Regions from separate parts of the Mus musculus genome. Here all the other regions are linked to region 2. The links are chromatin contacts, called in public Hi-C, HiChIP or PLAC-seq and promoter capture Hi-C maps. All regions are on one chromosome and are shown on one strand. Each heading gives the region's core, a stretch centred on a gene start, on an enhancer-like site or on the middle of the called end of the contact. The rest is flanking DNA. Distances are from core to core; before and after follow the strand shown. Region 1 has its middle 9.2 kb from the start of Gm46889. Region 2 holds the start of Cc2d1b (coiled-coil and C2 domain containing 1B). Region 3 holds the start of Echdc2 (enoyl Coenzyme A hydratase domain containing 2). Region 4 holds the start of Scp2 (sterol carrier protein 2, liver). Region 5 holds the start of Nrd1 (nardilysin, N-arginine dibasic convertase, NRD convertase 1).

Region 1 (2,728 bases), core at 85-2,584, 260 kb after region 2:
CTAGTAAGAGGTTGGGAGTTTAACTTGACAGCAATATATGGAAGAACTTGTTCTCCTGAATCTTGTGACACATATACCTGCAAGGCTCTCTGCTTTGGGGAAACCTATTGAGTTCCTGCCCTGGGGATCAGAATAGCTTGTCTGTAGGACCATGGTGGGTTATGTGAACACAAGATGAGTCGGGCACCAGACAGCTCCTCATCTCAGAGGAGGCCACTATACTCTCTGCTCTATGCTCTGAGGCAACTGAAGCCAAGCTGTAAGGGTATCCAGGAGAGCCACCTGGACAGCTCATGGAGAGCATTCCCAGGGCTGTGATTGGCTCTTGCACACCTTGCCACACCTCACGGACCACCCCAGTGGATGGTCTACTTGAGGGTGTTGCTTGACCTCATGCTGTGACCCTCCTGGGAATGGATCCTATCAATAGGGACCCACTCAAATAAATAGTAAACTTGACCGGAGAACCCCTAAAAGAAGTCCAAGTTATCAGGTAGATGTAAGGTGTGGAATAAGGACCATTAAAGCGCAGATTCTAACACCAAGAAAAAGAAGTAATCTGGAATCCTTTGTGGAGGAAATCTAGTTGAATTTGACCTGGGTGGAACATGACAGTATTTGATGGTCTCAAACAAAGCAAAGTGTCTTTGTTTCTTTGTGAGACGGGGTCTGCGTAAACCCAGGCTGGCCACAAAATGAACATCTTCCTGTTTCTGTATACTAAGAGTTGGAATTACAGATGTGAACCACCACATCTGGCTTTGACTTCATATTTTAAAGATGGAACCATCTAGAATGCAGATGGCTCAGCAGTTAAGAGCACTCACTGGCTGCTCTTCCAAAGGATGCAGGTTCAGCTGCCAGCACCAACGTGGTGGCTTACAACCATCTGTGAATACAGTTCCAGGGAATCTGACCCCCTTCTCGGGAATTAGATACACATGAGGGGTACAAACATGTAGGCAAACACTCATGCACATAAATACAAAGAATGTAAGACTAAAAACAAAGATTTTAGTCCATTTCTAGCCCCACCAACACACATTCAAATCTTTTGCTCTGAGTTCTGAGAACAAAGAAATAAAATCATTTTAATTTCTGTTCTTGATAGACTTCTCAACCTATTGGGAAAGACTGGTAAATTAACTAGACGGTGACGAAGAGCGAGATGATTCCTTCCTTCTCAAGTTTAGGGCAAGATCAGCGCGTGGTGAGGCGAGGGCTCCATTTTCAAGTGTCTTTCTCTTCGGAAAAGGAGCTCCCTTTGTGCAAACCATCTTCCCCGCCTCACTCCGGGTTCCTTCCACCCCACCTCTCTCCCGGTGCGTTTCCATGGAGACCGCAAGCCCCTCGAAGCTTCCTGTGTTTCCGCTCCCCTCCCCCCACGCCATCTCTCTTAGTTGCAGATTCCCTCTAGGGTTGATAATATCCAGAACATTCCCCAGGCAGGAATTATTATTCGCATACGGTATCAGTGAAAGCTGAGACCCAGACGTTAAGCGATTTGCTCCTGGCTCCGCCTGCCGCCAAGCTCGGACACCCTCCGCCATGCACACTCGGCCTTCTGCGTGCAGCAGGCTGGGCCTCCTCTCCACCTAGACTTATTTCTTTTTTTCCCCCTTTCCTATCTTTGTTAGCTCAAATTTTTTTTCTTATAAGAAAATCAGAATATGTTCTGACTAAAACGACAAATGACATGAAGCTCAATCCTTACATTAGTGACTTTAAATCTATTCTTGGACTCGTTGTTTCAAGTCCTTTGTGAACTGAAATAGTGCTGGATGATAAAGACCTGCCAAAAAGCCATCTCCGAATGCACCAGCTCCCAGTATGCGCAGGCAACAATGATAATCTTATGTTTGAGTCTTGCAGTATGCCAGAGTGCATTAAGAAAAACCATTTATGACCAGGCCAAATTTACCCAACACATAGAGAGAATTTAGATACAAGGTACCAAGTAGTTAGAACTGTAACTCTAGAAGACAAGAATATCAAAACCTTGACATAAGGAAAACAGCCTGTCCTGCAAGGCTGTTTCTCAATCCCTTAAACCTATTTTTGTCTCCTGCACATTAATCTGAAGTTGTCACACTTGTACGGTAACCATACAGATGTGAAAGGACTGTACAAATTTTGAGGTGCTTATCATATGTCATTCTTGTTAAATGAACATTAGGGGCTGGAGGATAGCTCAGATGTGGAGTGGTCACCTGGGTTCAGTTGCCAGCACCAACATGGTGGCTCACAAACACCTTCAGAGGATCTGAAGCAGCCTCCGAGCTCCTCGGGCTTCTGCACACACTTGGTATACATGCAAGCACTCAGGCACACACAGACATGCATGTAAACTAAAAATAAACAAACATCAGGGGTTTTTCCCCCTCCATCCCCCTCCCCCTTGTTACATTGATTTTGAAATAGTCTATTGCTAGCAAAGGTCCATTACTGAAAGTGTGCGAGTCTGGCATCCAGAGCCAGAGTTTAATTTCAGAGTCCAGGGTCTGACTTTCTTCTATCAGTCTGAGAAAACCAAGTCTGGAGGCCAGTACAGGGAGGGCACTAAGGTCAAAAGGGTGGGCCACTAGGGAGAAGCAGCTATGTGGCTGTCCACCACCTGGGCTCACCCATGGAGTGAGAAACTAGCTCATGTCCTCAGCTTGTCCCCCGCTGCCCAGCCAGCCTCCCTTCGGGGGCCCGCACTGTCTGTGCTATCCATATTCATGGCATA
Region 2 (2,700 bases), core at 107-2,606:
ACACAATTTCTGAACTGACTGGTGACCATGGAAGGCAGACTTATGGAAGCAATTTGAGGTACAATGGTTTGGAAAGGCTTTTAAAAGCAGTGCTGTCGCCGGGCGTGGTGGCACACGCCTTTAATCCCAGCACTCGGGAGGCAGAGGCAGGCGGATTTCTGAGTTCGAGGCCAGCCTGGTCTACAGAGTGAGTTCCAGGACAGGCTGTCTGTTCTGCAAATAATGTGTCTATTTACATTTAAATTAAAAATTCAGCTCCTCAGTCATACCAGACAGATTTCAAGTGCTCAGTAGGTGAATCTGATTAATGGGTACCACTGGGCAGCACAGGCATGGATCGTTCTCATCATCAGTTCCCGTGGGCACTCTGCACCTGATTCAGTATTCAGATCCTCTGAAAGGTGTCACAAGTGGTCAGCGGGTACTGTAGCACCACCTGTCCAGCACTGGAAGGAACTCATTTGCTCCTACCTCAGGCTTCAAGGAAACAGACCCATGGGCAGACAACGACCACAGAGCAGCTGCAGGGACAATGGGTGCAAGAGGCAGCCCCTTATCGAGGACATAGAAAAGACATCTAGGAGAGGACGATGCCTGTGCTGAGTCATGAAGTTTGCACACTGGGGAATAGCAGAACTCCAAGCAAATCAAACGAACTGACACCAGTTCTGAGGTGAGAACTGGCTTGGCCTACACAAGGAGAAGAAACGCCCAGCACCACGGAGGCATAAACCAAACCGTAAGGCTAGAAATGAAGGCATGAACTAGGGGAGAAAGAGAAACAGCTTTAAGGCTTTAAAGACACTTGGGCGTTAGACACTGGGAAGCATTATGGGTTGATGCAGAAGGTGCCCAGGGAAGTGGGAGATCATATAGGGCGGGAAACCTCAGCCCTGAGCATCTTGCAAATCTATGAAGAAGCGTGAGGTGGCGTGGGGATTAAGAAACAAGACACGATCCCGCGTCCGGAGCGGGAATCAACAGGGCTGCGAGGTTCCCTGGTGTGAGCGCACAGGCGTAAGCCACTCCAAGTGTCACATTTCGGACTGCAGTCAACAGCGAAGCGTCAGCCGGGGTGGGGTGCGGGAGTGAAGGAGCTCGGGAGAATGAGATGCTCCGCTGCCGCAGGCCGGTCGCGGCCCTCCCGATGCCAGGCTCCGCCCGGCCCGACCCAAGCCGCCTCTATCTCCCCGGCCGCCCCCAGAGTCCACACGCCGGGAAGCGGGCACGTGGCATACCTCGCGGCGGATCCGAACCAAAACCGGGCCTTCTCGAGCCCGGAACCGCCTAGCTTTCCGCGGCCCCCGGGCGGCCGCGGCGGAGACAGCCACAGGAAGCTCCCGCCCAGGAGGCGGTGGCAGGCGCCCGGCACGTGACACCACAGCCGGCGGGTCGCCGTGCGCATGTGCGCGGGGAAGCGGGCGGGGCGCGCCCACAGGTGACGCCGAGGGTGGGGCCGGCTGCGCGCAGGCATCTTGGAGCAGGTAACGCGATACCGGCTGGCGGCAGCGTCGTGAGGTGTGGCGTGCTGCGTCCTTCACCCACGGTAGGCGTGCCCCATTCCTGCCGTAGTTTCTCCGAGAGGCCTCTTACCTGGTTCTCTTCGCGCGCCCCGGCGCTTCCGCGTCCTACTGGCTACCAATAGGCAGCCGAGCCGCGTCCCTGTGCTGAGATCCTGGAGGATGCGGCTTCCTCCAGTCTGTGCAGCTTAGGCACGGAAAACCAGCTCTCTGGGAAATAGAGCTCCTTTCTAGTCAGAGGGCAGGACAAAACTTCAGATTAGAGGAACCAAAGCCCTCGATTAACTGAGGCCGGAGCATCCCTGCAAGCTGAAGGGTCGCCTCTACCTCAAGGAGTCCTGTTATATGGGGATTGATGGAACTGACCTGCAGATAGACCAAACCCCGAGATACCCCACACCACGTGCGTAGTCTCACTTCGTGGAGAGACTGCAGGCTTCAGTTCTGATAGATCAGTTCTGCAGCCCTCGTGGTGGCGCATGCATTAAATCTCAGCACTCGGGAGGCAGAGGCAGAGTCCTTTAGTTTGCCTGCAGCTGGTCTAGTTTAGGCCAGCCAGGGCTACATAGTAAGAACTCTGACTCATAAACTGCCTTACTAAGGCAACTTCCAGAAGTTGTCTTCTGACCCTACACAGATGCAGGCCTGCCTGCACTCCGACATTCAAATTAACACACACAAATAATACACAGTAGATAGTGATTCCTACAGCTTTGGGTTTTTTCATTTGATTGTTTTCAAGGTCACACAGACCCACCTGCCTCTACCTCCTGAGTGCTGGGCTTAAAGAGTGCACCACCACCACCTGGCTGGTTTGTTTGAAACTTTCGTGTACTCAATCCTGACCTTGAATTTGATTTGTAGTGAAGGATGACATGGAATTTGTGATCCTCCTGTCTGCATCTCCTAGTGCAGGCATTACACCTCTGGGACTTCTGAGGTGCTGTCGATGAGACACAGAGATTTGTTCCTGCTAGAAGCACCCTGCCAGTCCAGCTACCTCCCAGACCTAGTCATACCCGTGTATGTAAATTAACAGGAGATGTGGCCACTGACTTCATCTCCCATTCTGCAACAGTTCCTTTTCAGTGGGGATCTGTCCTCTTACTGGACTCTCACTCCGGCCTGCCACAGGCTCCCAGATCTTGTGTTTCCCACATAACAGACTCAAATGAGCCAG
Region 3 (2,708 bases), core at 36-2,535, 450 kb after region 2:
TGGCTCAGAGGTTAAGAGCACTGACTGCTCTTCCAGAGGTCCTGAGTTCATTTCCCAGCAACCACATGGTGGGTCACAACCATCTGTAATAGGATCCGATGCCCTCTTCTGGTGGGTCTGAAAACAAGAGACAGTGTACCGACATACATGAAATAAATAAATAAGCCAGTCGTGGTGGCGTATGCCTTTAATCCTAGCACTTGGACTTGGGAGTCAGAGGCAGGCGAATTTCTGTGTTCGAGGCCAGCCTGGTCTACAGAGTGAGTTCCAGGACAGCCAGGGCTACACAGAGAAACCCTGTCTCAAAATAAATAAATAAATAAATAAATAACTCTTAAAAAAAAAAAAAAGTAAATAAGCGGGACAGTGGTGACACACACCACTAATCCCAGTACTTGGGAGGCAGAGGCAAGTGAATCTCTGAAGTTCAGGGCCAGCCTGGTCTACAGAGTGAACCCCAGGACAGCCAGGGCTGTTACACAGAGAAACCCTGTTTTGTTTTTTGTTTTTGTTTTTGTTTTTGTTTTTGGGGAGGGGGAGACAAATAAAACAGAAGAACAGGAAGAGACAGGAACAATACAATATCCAACATGGGAACGGAGATGGGATGAGGTTACATTGGAGAAGGATCCGCACCCAGCTAACGCACCTGAGGTCCAAACAAACATACCCACGCTTCACAGCGTATTTTTGTACAATAAAAGACCTTGCTGCCGCCGATGGTTGTGAAGTTTCCCTGTGTGTCCGTGGACCCTGTGGACCGTCCCTCCCTCTCTGGTTGTCCCCTCAGGTCCAGCCAGATTTGCTCCGCCGCCACCCCCACCCCCCACCCCCGTCCCCGATCATTGCCAAGGCTCTAGAGGGAAAAGTCCTGGCTAGCACTGTTGTCCTGATCTCCTGGCGCACAGCCCTGCTCCCAGCTCTCCTCTCGGCTCCACACCTCCCCGGGCCTCTAGAGAGTTTGGGGAGCTCCCCTTCTACCCTGGGAGCCCTGAGATCCAATCCTCCTGCTCTCCCGCCTCAGTCTTCCCATGTGTTGGGTCTCAGCACACAACTTTACCTTGGTTGGGACCTGTCAGAGCCTGCACTTGGATTTCGGGTGTCCTGGTCGTCGCGTGAGAGGCGCAGTCCCGGGCCCCCGAGAACCTCCAGGAGCACGGGAGGCGCAGCGCGCGGGGCAGTACGCGTAGCATCGGGGAGCAGGCCGGCAAGGTGGCGCGGAGAACGGGACCTCCTCGGCAGAGCTGGAAAATCGTAGTTCCGGGGCGGGCGAGGCCTCGCCAAGGGCTCCACCTACGGGCGGAGAGAAAGGTGCGGCGGTCCGCGAGCCTGCAGACCCCAAGTTCAGCTCCTTCGTGAAATCTGGGAATGCTGCAGATTTAATCCGAATGCACGGCTAGGAAGGTGGTGTCCAAAACTGAATGTGTTGTGTGCACTTTCTTCACGTGTACCCTCAGATCATGTCATTTCATCAGTCACTGTGGGGTGGTCTGCACCCACTGACAAGGTCTGCTGTCCTAGAGGCTGTAAGATCGCGTCTGGCCCCTCCCAGTTTAACTAAGAACTTTGGCTCACAGTTATGAACTGCCAGTTTCTGTCCTCCACCGGCCACCTAGCCTTCCTTTGCAGAGGAAAGAAGGGCAATCCAGGGTAAATCAACCAAGCATCTGGGGTGAACAGTCAAGATATGGGTGCTTTGTCAGGCCATCTAATAGTAAAACTCAAGCCACTGATTTTCGTATGTGTAGGAGCAGCGGGAGAAGAGTGTCTCCGTCAAACAGAACCACAAACAGCCAGAGATCATTCGTAGCTACGCAGTGATCTGAAGACCACCCTGTGGCAGACAAAACGAAATAACACAGCAAACTATACAATCTATTTTCAAACTGCTAAAAGGAAAAACAAAAAACAAAAAGACCCAAAACCCTGTTTGTCAAGAATCCCACGTTTAGCAAACTGAAGAAGAAGCTGGGTGCTATGACTTTAATCCCAGATCTCGGGCAGATTTCTGTGTTCAAAGCTAGCCTAGTCTACATATTGATTTTTGGGTCAGCCAGGGAGCTCCACTGAGACGCTGTCAGAGAGAGAGAGAGAGAGAGAGGCAGAGAGAGACACAGAGAGAGACACACAGAGAGAGAGAGAGAGACAGAGAGAGAGGACAGAGACAGAGAGAGAGACAGACAGAGAGAGACAGAGACAGAGTCAGAGGAGAGAGAGAATTCTTGCAGACCAGGAATGGCTATGTGAATATCAGACAAGATGACTTTGTCTATCTTTATGTTGTGTGAAGGGTTTGCCTGTGTACCACTTGTGTGCCTGGTTTCCAGTGACAGAGAGAGGGCAGACAGTCTTTGCTTTTTTAACTGGAAAGACAGGCAGATTGCTGTGACTTAAAGGCAGCCAGGGTTATTTAATCAGACCCTGACTCAATTTTTTAAAGTCTTTTAATCTAAAAAAATTATTTGTATTTTTTGTGCATGAGTGCTTTGCCTATGTGTGCATGTGTACCACAAGTTAGCCTGGAGCCCACAGAGCCATAGAGGTGTCATCTGAAACTGGAGTTACAGACATTTGTGAGCCATCACGTGGGAGCTGGATATCGATTAAGGGTACGTGCAAGAGTTACAAGCTCTAGACCCAATTCACATTCAAATTCGATGAGTTTGTTTCTAGTGCTAGTCAGAAGGACTGGCAGTTCTTAGTGCCAA
Region 4 (2,700 bases), core at 22-2,521, 500 kb after region 2:
TGGTCTACAGAGCAAGTTAGCCCCCCCCATGCACATTATAACTTCTTCTTCTTCTTCTTCTTTTTTTTTTTTTTTTTTTTTGAGACAGGGTCTCACTTTGCAGATGATTCCAGGCTGGACTTGAATTTGTTTTGAGGCATGTCCACCAGAGAACAGCACACAGACAGTCTGTTTTTTTTTTTTTTTTTAAGATTTATTTATTATTATACATAAGTGCACTGTAGCTGTCTTCAGACACACCAGAAGAGGGCGTCAGATCTCAACTCAGGACCTTCAGAAGAGCAGTGTTCTTACCCGCTGAGCCATCTCGCCAGCTCAGACACAGAAACTCTTTTTTTTTTTCTTTTAAAGGGGATAGTAATAGAGACACAGACACTCTTTTTTTTTTTTTTTTTTTTTTAAGTTTAGGGGATAGTAATATATACCTTTTTTTCCTATTTATTTATTTATTTATTTATTTATGACTGTAGCTGTCTTCAGACACCCCAGAAGAGGGCATCAGATCGCATTTCGGATGGTTGTGAACCACCACGTGGTTGCTGGGATTTGAACTCAGTACCTTTAAGAACAGTCAGTGCTCTTAACCGCTGAGCCATCTTTCCAGCCCGACACAGACACTCTTAAGGCTGAGAACAAACTTCGTATTGATGGCTCCTGGCTACAGAGGATACTTGTCCAATCATGGAAACCCACATTCTGGTTGGCACACTTCAATTAGCAAGAAACAGAACTACGGAAGCCAAAACGTAAGGTTACCACATTTAGAGACTTTCCTGTTTCCTGGAACTATGGACCAGGTCTTTGATGGATTTTGGTCTTTGTACCATTTTTGGCAGAGATCTGCCTGCCTCTTCCTCTCGTGTGGAGATATTAAAGGTGTGAACCACTAAGCCCTGATCTGACTTAATTTTTAAAAAACATCTTATCCGCACATAGAATTCTGACTTTATTAGTGTACATCGTGCTTTTTGCTCATATACTGCGTGTTGTAACTACTCTCACACATACAGAACGTCTCTAACACTCTAGAGAATCCCCACAGGATTCTGAGTTTCCTCTGAGGCCAGAGCTTCCATTTTAGGCCTTCCCTCTCTCACTGTAAAAAGAGGAAGCACAGAAACCGAGGCCTCCTTGAGAAACTTTGCCTGAGTCTAACACAGTAGGTCAAAAGAACCCATAAAGGACTTGGCTCTAGGATCGCCACGCATGCGTACATCCTCTACCCTGCCTCCTCCGGTCGGTTCCCGTAACTCGGCCCCGCCCCTGACGCTGCGGCCCCGCCCCCGACGCCTGGGGTTGGGATAATCGGACCCGACCCGGCTTTGGTTCTGCAAAGCCTCAGTCTGTAGGAGACCTTCGCTGCTGGAGCCATGCCTTCTGTCGCTTTGAAATCTCCGCGCCTGCGCCGGGTGTTCGTGGTCGGCGTTGGCATGACCAAGGTAAACAGAGTTGTGAGCAGCGAGAGATCTGCCTCTGTTATTCCCCGCAGTCCGAGGCGACAGGGAAGCGCGGCAAGGGGACGGTCACAGTCTGCGCTGCTGTCCCTCTGACCTTTCCCTCCAGAGAGGCGACCTGAGGGTGTATGATGCTGTCACTAGGGTCTCAGTATCTTGGGCTTGTTCTCTCAGTCATTTTTTTTTTTTTTAAAGATTTATTTATTTATTATATGTAAGTACATGTAAGTAAGTACATTGTAGCTGTCCTCAGATACTCCAGAAGAGGGCATCAGATTTCGTTACGGATGGTTGTGAGCCACCATGTGGTTGCTGGGATTTGAACTCCGGACCTTCGGAAAAGCAGTCGGTGCTCTTAACCACTGAGCCATCTCGCCAGCCCCTCTCAGTCATTTTTTTATTCGCCTTCCTGTTTGCTTATTCTAGCTTTTTAGTCTGTGAAGGAGCCCCCAACACAGCACAAATCTCACACTTCCTTAGATTCTAAATCCCGAGTAGGCCGGCCGGGTGGTTCACATCTCTAGTATGAGCTTTAGGAGATGCAGCCAGGAGAACTGCTGCGAGTCTGAATCATATCAAGACCTTGTTTCACAAAACAAAGCAAACCAAACCGACAAACAAAACAAAACAAACAAACATGTGGTTGCTGGGATTTGAACCCAGGACTTTCAGAAGAGCAGTCAGTTCTCTTACCCGTTGAGCCATCTCGCCAGCCCTATCTTGTCTTTCTTACCTCTAGAGCCTTGAGCTTAGCTCTAATTTACTTTGATGCACTGGGATTCTTTGTTCAGATGACTATATTCTCCTAATGTATTGCTACAGGGTGGGTACCACAATTATTTACTGCTGTATCACTCACAGTGATAAATCACTCGTGCCTAATGACAGTGAATGTTAGATGATTGATATTAAATGGATTTACTGGTGAAAGAGTTACTGTGAAGAATCTTTTTGTACTGTAAAAAAAAAAAACAAAACCCAAATTTTACATTATCTTAGTAACAGGTGAAAACAAATAATTTATTCAAAACATGTAAATAGAAAAGTTGACTAATATGTTCTAAAACTTAAAGGGCATCCCACTGTTTCTCAGAGGGGGAGCTTCTCATATAGTAAGTAGGTGGGCAGTAAAACTTTCCAGAATATTCTCTAGATTTTTTTTTAAAAAAGTATCTTATATGGCCCTGGCTGGCTTTAAACTTCTGATTCAGTCTCTCAAACTGCCCCCCCCCCTCTGAACCTGCAA
Region 5 (2,700 bases), core at 128-2,627, 380 kb before region 2:
ATTCTGAGTGTGTTTCAACGTCTTCAACCAGGAAAACTAAGCTGTAAGATAATAGAAACTATTTCAAATACAAGATATTTTATGAAACAAAGTAACTCTTAAGTTTATTCAGGTGGGGGATTGAGTCACCATTCATTCATTCATTACACATGATTGAAACATTGTATAAAATGGGATCTTACACGCCTACCATTCATACAACTGAGGCCCAAGATATCTCTAATACGTTTTGGAAGAAGTCATCTAGCTAAGCCATTCTAGTTGTGGCTAGCTACCCATGGTTACAAGCCACTCCATCTCAGGCTAGCTAAGAGAGGTAAACAGGAGTGATAATTACGAAAAGGGTGATGTAAAGTTCTTTTATTAAAACCACAGCATCCTTTTCGTAATTTTCACTCTGTTTTACCTCTCTTTACTCATACACCTTTGGATTGAGACTGAACAAAAATAACACACACACACACACACACACACACACACACACACACACATCTCAAATATCCTCTCCGCCAAAATTCAGAATCACTAACTGTCAAGCTTTCCTTACCAACCCTCCTCCCCTTTACCATCCATCCTGTCTTCCTCATGGAAACCTTAATTCTTGCTTTAATATAAGTCAAAAATAGCCGGGCAGTGGCGGCGGATACCTTTAATCCCAGCATTTGAGAGGCAGAGGCAAGCAGATCTCTGAGTTAAAGGCCAGCCTCGTCTACTCCAAATTGCCCTGGCCGCCTCACCCAAACACACATTTGGGATGGGAAGTAGTAACACCCTGTTGCTTCTCCGGGAGACATGGAGACCAGAAGTCACTACAGCACCAACCGAAGCCCGCACCCTGTTCTCCCCAGTCCGAGCCTCCTCCCTCACCGGTACTGCTTGGGATCGCTGGGAGACTTGATGATCTCAGGGTCCCCGACATTACTGAAAGACCGTCCCTCCTCCTCAGATTCATCCGCTCCTAGACGAGCAAGCCGGCCGCTCTCGCCCAAGTCCTGTCCATTGGGCTGCAGGTCCGGGCAACTGCAGGTGGACTTCGCCTTGTTTCTTCCAGGCATGGTCAGCGTAGGAAAGGGTTTCGATGATTCTTCGCACAGACCCCGTGCTTCGATTCGCCCCAGAGCCGTGAGCTCCCGCCCGGCCTCACACCGCAACTTCCTCCCGGTGACACAGACTGCAGCAACCGCGACTCTCCTCAGCATTCACCAGCAAGTCGTAGCGCTGGACATCCCGCTCCCCAGGCCCACCTCCTCCTCCTACACCTCCAGCCACTCCTCCTCCTCCGCGTCCCAGGGGCGACGGCGGCGGCCGGCGTTGTTGCTGCCCCAGCCGCTGGGGAGGACAGGCCTGAACCCCTCCTCCAACCCGGCCTCGCTCACACCGACTTTCTTCATCCCACCCTCCTGACAGCCGATGACGCTATGGACTCTAGCCAATCACAACGCACAACGGCCGTCACGTTTGCAGAAACAGCCAATGGGAGTAGGGGAAGCGAGAGACCAATAGAAATAGGCCGGGTTCCTGGCGCACCCAGAGAGCATTTCGAAACCTGACGTGGGCGGGGCGAAGGAAAAGAGGCGGAGGATGATGGGAGAAGTCTTGCTGCGATTGTGACGTGCGTCCGTAGCTGTTTTTAGGAAAACCGCGTAGCGCTCCGTGTCTGAGAAAATATTCCCCAGCGAGAAAACACAGAAGTGAGTCGCGATAGTGGATGCTGATCTTCTTCACCCACTTGCGGTGTATTTTTTGCACTCTATTCTTAGAGTGACTCAGCGGGTCTCTTTTTTAAAAGAGCAGAGCACCGGAAGTCTTTTCCCACCCTATCCCGAGATGGATGCAGTGCTTGTGGGTCACTAAGCACCGGAAATAACAATTGCATCTTTCCATCCTGTAGGCTGCCAAACCATTGGTGCTTTTCACGCTCCAGATCTGTTTCAATATGCTCACTCTTGTATGCGAATTGTTTATTTTTTTAAGCTTCCACACCCTGGAGTAGTCCTCAGCCTACCTTTAAGTTTGGCCAACTTTTACTGAAAAGCAAGAACATGTTAGGCTACTAACCTCAAGTAACTTTCCCAAGCTTTTTGTTTTTGTTTTTGCCAATGCTTTTGCAGCGACTGGAACAGACACAATATAAAATAAAAAGCAGTTGACCAGATAACAATAAAAAGCTGATAGACACCATTGAATGAGATCATACCACATGGAAGAGATAAACGAAATGAATATGAGTAAACAACAACAACAACAAAAAGACTTTAAGCCGATAGATACATTAGTGGTTGTCTTTCCTGCCTCTGAACCTTTGTGTGGCTGAAGATAAAGCCATACACAAAACAAATCGTTGCCGGTGTGGTAGTCCACACCTTGAATCTCAAGCACTCAGGGAGACAGAGGCAGGTGAATCTCTTTAAGTTCAGGGCCAGCCTGGTTTACAAAGCAGTTCCAAGCCAGCCATGTCTACCTACTAAGACCGTCTCAAAAACAACAAAAAATCCTTGGCTTGAAGTTTAGTTTCTTATGGGAAGAAACTGACCATAAATAATACATTAAAAAAAAAAAACAATAAATGCTAAGACTACAAAACAGGGTAGGAAGACAAAGTATTGAAGAGGATACATGAACTGGGGCAGAAGTATTTGAAAGCATTAAGATTCCGGGCAGTGGTAACGCATGCCTTTAATCCCAGCACTTGGGAGGCAG

The links. A called contact is a pair of places that touch in the nucleus more often than the background predicts. HiChIP or PLAC-seq counts read pairs in DNA pulled down with a chosen protein or histone mark. Capture Hi-C pulls out chosen DNA fragments and counts their contacts.
Region 1: a contact with region 2 is called in an RNA polymerase II HiChIP or PLAC-seq map of embryonic stem cells, with 12 read pairs. The contact joins the enhancer-like site here to the promoter of Cc2d1b in region 2. A contact is called at or near these places in 4 of 39 promoter capture datasets (HPC-7-derived erythroid cells, hippocampal neurons, neutrophils and 1 more), 11 of 115 datasets of contacts at active chromatin or transcription factors (bone marrow-derived macrophages, effector CD8 T cells, embryonic basal ganglia and 4 more) and 2 of 9 other capture datasets (embryonic tail and embryonic trunk).
Region 3: a contact with region 2 is called in an HNF4G HiChIP or PLAC-seq map of pancreatic cancer cells. The contact joins the promoter of Echdc2 here to the promoter of Cc2d1b in region 2. A contact is called at or near these places in 1 of 39 promoter capture datasets (pre-B cells), 1 of 484 Hi-C or Micro-C datasets (the HL-1 cell line), 8 of 115 datasets of contacts at active chromatin or transcription factors (astrocytes, embryonic forebrain, embryonic limb bud and 3 more) and 1 of 9 other capture datasets (embryonic stem cells).
Region 4: a promoter capture Hi-C map of liver shows a contact between it and region 2, with 2.4 times the contacts expected there. The contact joins the promoter of Scp2 here to the promoter of Cc2d1b in region 2. A contact is called at or near these places in 4 of 39 promoter capture datasets (cranial neural crest, neutrophils, pre-B cells and 1 more), 3 of 115 datasets of contacts at active chromatin or transcription factors (bone marrow-derived macrophages, embryonic limb bud and large pre-B cells) and 1 of 9 other capture datasets (liver).
Region 5: a contact with region 2 is called in a Hi-C map of regulatory T cells, with 11 times the contacts expected there. The contact joins the promoter of Nrd1 here to the promoter of Cc2d1b in region 2. A contact is called at or near these places in 4 of 39 promoter capture datasets (the HPC-7 cell line, cranial neural crest, erythroid cells and 1 more), 5 of 484 Hi-C or Micro-C datasets (CD4 T cells, embryonic stem cells, muscle stem cells and 1 more), 7 of 115 datasets of contacts at active chromatin or transcription factors (bone marrow-derived macrophages, embryonic stem cells, extraembryonic endoderm stem cells and 3 more) and 2 of 9 other capture datasets (adipose tissue and liver).

Annotation. Positions count from the first base shown.
Region 1 is chr4:108,358,992-108,361,719 of GRCm38.p6, reverse strand. No RefSeq gene overlaps it. Among named protein-coding and RNA genes, the nearest start is that of Gm46889, 9.2 kb to the right of the region's middle. RefSeq lists an enhancer at 1-702. Within about 2 kb of position 1,334, at least 91 of the 459 cell types and tissues checked have an H3K27ac peak or open chromatin away from gene starts, as enhancers often do. A contact at or near this core is called in embryonic basal ganglia and embryonic stem cells, where this site is marked.
Region 2 is chr4:108,618,612-108,621,311 of GRCm38.p6, reverse strand. It overlaps Cc2d1b (coiled-coil and C2 domain containing 1B), which reads right to left and starts at 1,356. Exons shown (of 25, transcript NM_177045.3): 1 at 1,239-1,356. Gm12743 (a long non-coding RNA gene) reads left to right here and starts at 1,457. Exons shown (of 3, transcript XR_003955254.1): 1 at 1,457-1,546.
Region 3 is chr4:108,164,014-108,166,721 of GRCm38.p6, reverse strand. Echdc2 (enoyl Coenzyme A hydratase domain containing 2) reads right to left here and starts at 1,285. Exons shown (of 10, transcript NM_026728.4): 1 at 1,061-1,285. The coding sequence starts at 1,193.
Region 4 is chr4:108,117,118-108,119,817 of GRCm38.p6, reverse strand. It overlaps Scp2 (sterol carrier protein 2, liver), which reads left to right and starts at 1,271. Exons shown (of 16, transcript NM_011327.4): 1 at 1,271-1,439. The coding sequence starts at 1,371.
Region 5 is chr4:108,999,332-109,002,031 of GRCm38.p6, reverse strand. It overlaps Nrd1 (nardilysin, N-arginine dibasic convertase, NRD convertase 1), which reads right to left and starts at 1,377. Exons shown (of 31, transcript NM_146150.3): 1 at 868-1,377. The coding sequence starts at 1,199.